2 separate regions of the Hordeum vulgare genome follow, and region 1 is linked to region 2. Evidence: chromatin contacts called from public Hi-C data. All regions are on one chromosome and are shown on one strand. Each heading gives the region's core, a stretch centred on a gene start, on an enhancer-like site or on the middle of the called end of the contact. The rest is flanking DNA. Distances are from core to core; before and after follow the strand shown. Region 1 has its middle 420 kb from the start of LOC123425785. Region 2 has its middle 330 kb from the start of LOC123425783.

Region 1 (2,834 bases), core at 117-2,616, 500 kb before region 2:
TATAAAAGTTACAAGGGAGGAACTATTTCTAGGCCAACATGAATGTTTGTCTTTAGGTTGGACTTTTTCGATCTACTGTTTTCTTCATCGGTGGCACTTGATGTTCTAGTGCACTAGTTCTATAGGTCTTTAGCACAATGACTTCCCAATTGTCTGTTAAAAAGAAGGTGGCTGCAACAAGAAAGGGATGATGACAGCGCCACGCCTTCGACTTGCTTTCTTACTTGTAGTCGTCGCTAGGTGGTCTAAGGATTTAGATATAATTATTATTATTTCTGATGCTTTTTTACTGTCATGATTAATGATAAATAGATTTTTTTTAACGGACATAAAAATGTTAATTTCTAGGTAGATATTCATATGAATCTGATGAATGTGTCCCATGTATTTTTTTAAACAGGGCCTTTTTCCTTTGCCCATCCTTAATTAAAAGAAGAATATAATTTGTGATACAAAGACGCCAATTATAAGAAGGTTTACTCTCACATACAATAGTTTTGAAAATTTTTTGCACCAATGGCGGTCTAAAGCTTTGCCTCACACTTGATGATATTCCTTTTTGCGAATGCACTTGATAATATTGAGCAAGATACTTGTAGGAAGTATAATGGTCAGATCAGATGGTTCGTTGCGTTGATTTGGAAAGGAAATTCCAATCATGTATACAAAAAACAAAAAAAATTACAAGTAATTATATGTACACAAATTTCGATAGGCTACTTATCCAACTTTTTATTTTTGTTTTGTTTTGTGAGGCATAATCCCTTGCATTTAAATTTTTACAGGAGCGAAAGCACTTTTGCTTTTGAGATGGGTAAAATCAGTGTATTTTCTTTTTGAATGCAATATATACACATTCAAGAGAGTGAGCAGATACATTATATCTAAATTTATGAAATCATCACAAATACCACCGTAGTCAACCGGAACGTAACTTCTCATTGAACGAACATTGTCAAAAGATATGAAATAAATCCATGAAATACAAACATCATTATTATGACTATTGAACCTAATGAGATGGTTCGACCGCAAAGAACTTAATCATCTGGTCTAGGCTCACTTCACAATTGAACCTCAGGGGGACCCGAGCAAATGAACGTCAGGCCGGCGGACCCGTAAACACGTTGCCTAAATACATGTGCGTCGGCAGTCACACAAGATGGGCAGGGCGCCCTTGCCAGCTAAAAGCTAGAGACAGGAAGCAAATTGAGGGACTATAAACACGAGCCAGTGCACGTCGACTGGCTCCTTTTTCTCATGGCATGCGTGACGTCGCGATCCACACAAAAGCCAACACAGCACCCCACTCTGTCGCAGTACGTAGCATAGCAAACACATTCTTCAGATGAGCTGAACGTGCAGCGGGCCTCTTTCCGTGGCCGAACGCGATATAGGCAGACTAGGTGGGAAGTTTGCAGTTTGCACAGTCAGAATTACCACGTTCTCAAACGACTGAGCCAGCCGAAGACGCGTCACGGTCGACGGGGATTCAGTGCTTGCGATCGCACGATTCGGTTTCTAGAAGCGCCTAGCTAGGCTAGCATTGCGCGATTCCTGATGGCATGTACAGCACGGTGCCCGTGAGAGGAACGGAACTGGAAAGGAGCCTTGTGGTTGGTCATTGGTAGGCGACCGTACTGCGGGCTATACTTTTTTTTTTTTTTGCGAAAATGCCCATAGATCTATTAATCAGCACACCACATTACAGAGCAACCCCCCCCCCCCCCATCCCCCTCCGCGCGCGTCACCCCTCCTCTGGGGACATGGGACCTTCATCGCGCCGCCTCGCTCCCCCAACCCACCTCCCTCCCGCCTCGCCGCCACTCAAGGTGATGATGACGAAGGCCGCACGCACTCCATGGAAGGTGGCGGCGGAGCGCATCTGCTGCTCCTTGCGGTCGTCTTGTTGCCAGAGGAGGGCGATGGGCCATGCTGGATCTGGCCACTTGGACGCGGGCGACAGTGACGGCTTCCCCTCTGACGCGGGGGTGACCAGGGCCGGGCCAACAGTGGTGTAAAATGTGCCACCTGCACAAGGCCCATAATTTTGGAGGCCCCAAAATTTATAACCAAATACTAAAAAGTACAACTGCACTTTTTAGTCTCCCCGAGCGCACGCATCAGAGCCGTCCGATCACCCGTTCGATCGCGCGGTACCCGCCCGGCGCGGTTCCCGTCCCGACACAGTAGTGGTGCACCCGAGGCCAGGTGAAACTGCCGCATCGCGCTGCTCTCCCTGTTCGAACCGGCCACCTCTTCCTTATCCTCCCCCATTTCCAACTCTCCTCCCCTCTCGGCCGCTCCATCCTCCCCATGTACCACAACGACAAGGGGCACGAGGCTCCAGTGGTGGTTTGGCCGGAGATACGTCGGCGCGGGAGGCCACCCGCGGGCGTGGTGTGACGTCGGCTACACAGACAGGTAAATCCCGGCATCTCTCTCACGCGCATCTGCTCCATATCTCGATTGTGACGTTAAGGTTAGGTGTTTGGGTGGTGTGACGGCCGATTTGGGACGGCGAGGTTACGGGTGTGCGAGCACGTAGGCTATGCGGCGCAACCGGGGGCACCACATGGCCCGAGGTCACTGAATGAGAGGGTCGGGGGCAGGGAGAGGGGGCTTGCAGCAGCAACAACAGGTGAGTCTCGAGGTGGACAGCTTCGAGGATCTCGGGTTCGTGGGTGGGAGGTGCTGGCCGTGATGCGGGAGGCTGGCATCACGAATCCCACCGAGATCCAGTGCGTCATCCGCGTCGAGGAGCTCGTGCTTTTTTAGGAGGAGGTGCTGGCCGCGATGCGGAGGCTAGCATCACGAAGTCACCGAGATCCAGT
Region 2 (3,020 bases), core at 173-2,672:
ATCTAGAAATGAAGAGTGGGACAGAGAATGAGGAGAACTGAAGAAAGGAACAACATATTGGTAGATCAAGCAAAGAAGCAAGCAACGAGGATGAAATGAAAGAACAAGCTGCACGAAGTAGTTCAAAGGCATAGGAGAAAGTTTAGATTCATGCCAATTTCGGAGAAACAAGCCAAAGAAAATAGGCTCATCTTCCAATCAGACCAGGCTACGATACATGAAACCTAGAAGGGTTAGCATATTTGATATACAAAAGATAGTTTACAAACATTACTAGTGTATATTTGACATTACATATTAGCTAAAATAGGCAACATTACATAGCACATATAACAACCAAGTTCAGTACTCTAAGATACATAAAATTAGAATTAAAATAATCTCCCTATCCATTAAGACACTCTCTCTATCCATATTATTTGACGCTTGAACAGATATACATTCGTTTAAGCGACAAGTAATATGAATAGGAGGGAGTAGCCAATTTCTAGAATGCCAATTGCTCGGCTATAGCCACAAAACTTGGTCCACCGAAGGCAACACTTCGATTTCATGGATACCTCCATCGTAGAGGTGTGCTTGCCGGAGTTGAGGAACACTTCCACAGGTCATGCAGTGGGCTACGACCTCGATGCACACCTAGCACAGTATGACACCACACCGCTTCTCGATGACCACCACCGGTGCATCCTCCTTCGCCAACTCACCACAGTCTCCGACCACCGTCCCCATCAACACGTACCCACGGTAGTTTGCCTCCAACACATCCATGGCAGCATGCATGCAAGAAGCGGCAAAATTTTCTGTTTTGACCCAATCTGACCCCGATGGAAAAAAAATCGGATTTGACCTTTTTGCTACCGTCGGACCACTTGGCAGTAGGATATAACAACCTACCTCCAAGGTCCCTGACGGTAGGGTTGCATGCCTACCTTAAAAAAATCCAAGTTGCACACACAGTGCACGTGTGTGCCTATCGTCGAACCCCTTGGCGGTAGGCTTACACATGCTACCACCAGCCCCTACGACGGTAGATCATTTTCTTACCGTCAGGGACCTTGATGGTAGGTTGTCATACCCTACCGTCAAAGGGTCTCGCTGTAAGAAAAATGTTAGGATCAGAAAAAATTTCCCCACCAATATTAGATCCGGCTTAATGTTAAAAAAAGGGTCAAAACAGTGAATTTGACCACGAGAAGCACATTGACCGTGCCCGAATTGAGACAGGGCTCTCCCGGTCATCACACCTCATGCAGTAACCATCACTCAAGCAAACTGCGGCTCAGACCACCACTAGCGACAGGTGGAGGAGGCGCGACTTGGTTGCCACTCGCGATGGGAGGTGGATATGTGGGCCACCAACAATGACGTGTGGGGGAGGCGTGACTTGATGACCACCAACGAAGAGAGGGGTAAGCGCGACAAGAGGTGGATACTCGTTGACCCTGTCGCCATCGAGGGAATAGTCCGTCACGCTCGCGCCAATCATCGTGCTTGATATGTGGTGGACTAGAATGCAATTTGGAAAAGTAGGGCTTGAGGCTTCGTTTGGGGGTTTGACTAGGGGACAGCCAAATTCTCTTACTGTGGGCCCGCTATGCTGACATGGCTAACGCGACATACACAAGAAATACACACGTACGTAGCTAAGGACTGCTCGAGCGAGTTCCTTTTTGCCTTAGTATTCTCAACTCTAGACACCGTATTGAATCAATTTAAGGCTAGTCCGCTAGTCCCAGTGCTCCAGCCTAGTGCTCCAGCCTGGACCGGTTCTTAGCCTGCTGCATTGGCAAAAATTCAGACGTGGCCCCTTAATTAATGAGGAAAGAGTCTAGTTTCGTAACCACAGGAGGAAACAGTACCAGGCGTGGGCACCTAGGCAAAAGCGGAATTAATTCAATCTTGTGCGCCTGAGCCATCGCCTCCTTTTCTTCTCGTTCCTCCCCAACTCCCCCACGCACATCCCCGCTGCAGCTTCTTCTTCCTCGCTCACCATCGTCGCCCTGATGTAGCCGCTTAATCCTCCACCAGCAGCGGCGCCCCGCCCCTGACCTCGCCCACAGCATCGCCATCCCATCCTTTGGTTAAGCTAGCCGAATGGACCATCATCGGGAGAAGGTCGCAGCGGCACCGGCTGCTCCTCCTCTGTTTGTTAGGGCACCATTGGTTCTGCATTAGTTCGCCGCTGCACCACCTGCTCCTCCTATGTTCGCAACCCCGAATAGCTCCTCCAGCCAGTCAGCAACTTGTCCTTGGTAAGGGCAAGGCAAAATTAGTATGGATTCCTAGTCGTTTTTTCAATCTGGTTTCCAATCTGATTTTTTCACTTCATTTTTCCAATCTGGTTTTCTCACTTGAGTCACTTCTCGTGCATGAACTACACGTTGAAAACATCACTTCTCTCGTACACTTTTCAATCTATTTTTTCACAAGACCATGGATTCCTAGTTTTTTATATAAAATGTAGTCATCCAATGATTTTGTATCAGTTATTCAGAAGTATCACTAACTGAAGGACTACTTCATATATATGTAAATCTATAGCAATCTTTTTAGATAATCAAACTGAGTTCAGTTTAGTTCAAACTAGGTTTAGACTAGATCAGAATTGACAAGAAAATTCAGAATCGACATCCAATGGACTATCTAGTCATACAAATTGTCAGTTAAGTTTTCTCAAGTACTTACCTAATTATAGGAACAATAGTTTATAATTGTCAAAAGTTGTTAGTACGAAAAGTGTGTTACTTAAATTCCATGACATTGTTCACCTGTTCAGGTGATATGTAGAATTGTTGCCATATTTTGTTGTTGATTGTTTCAGGCCAATGTCTACTCATCCACCTGATGGTTTTCATAAGAGTCCACAAACCCCACCATTCTAGCCAATTCACTATCCATCTCATGTCCCACCCCATCAACAAGAGCAACAAGAGAATCTCCATTTTGTCGGTGTGCCCTCACATGTTGCATTCTCGACGTCACCGTCTCCGCCGCCGCCACCACCACCACGAGTTCAT

What was found. A called contact is a pair of places that touch in the nucleus more often than the background predicts.
Region 1: a Hi-C map of leaf shows a contact between it and region 2, with 2.8 times the contacts expected there. The contact joins two enhancer-like sites. A contact is called at or near these places in 3 of 6 Hi-C or Micro-C datasets (leaf and seedling).

The regions. Positions count from the first base shown.
Region 1 is chr2H:188,681,698-188,684,531 of MorexV3_pseudomolecules_assembly, reverse strand. No RefSeq gene overlaps it. Among protein-coding and RNA genes, the nearest start is that of LOC123425785, 420 kb to the left of the region's middle. Within about 2 kb of position 1,366, at least 2 of the 3 cell types and tissues checked have open chromatin away from gene starts, as enhancers often do. A contact at or near this core is called in leaf, where this site is marked.
Region 2 is chr2H:188,186,428-188,189,447 of MorexV3_pseudomolecules_assembly, reverse strand. No RefSeq gene overlaps it. Among protein-coding and RNA genes, the nearest start is that of LOC123425783, 330 kb to the right of the region's middle. Within about 2 kb of position 1,422, at least 3 of the 3 cell types and tissues checked have open chromatin away from gene starts, as enhancers often do. A contact at or near this core is called in leaf, where this site is marked.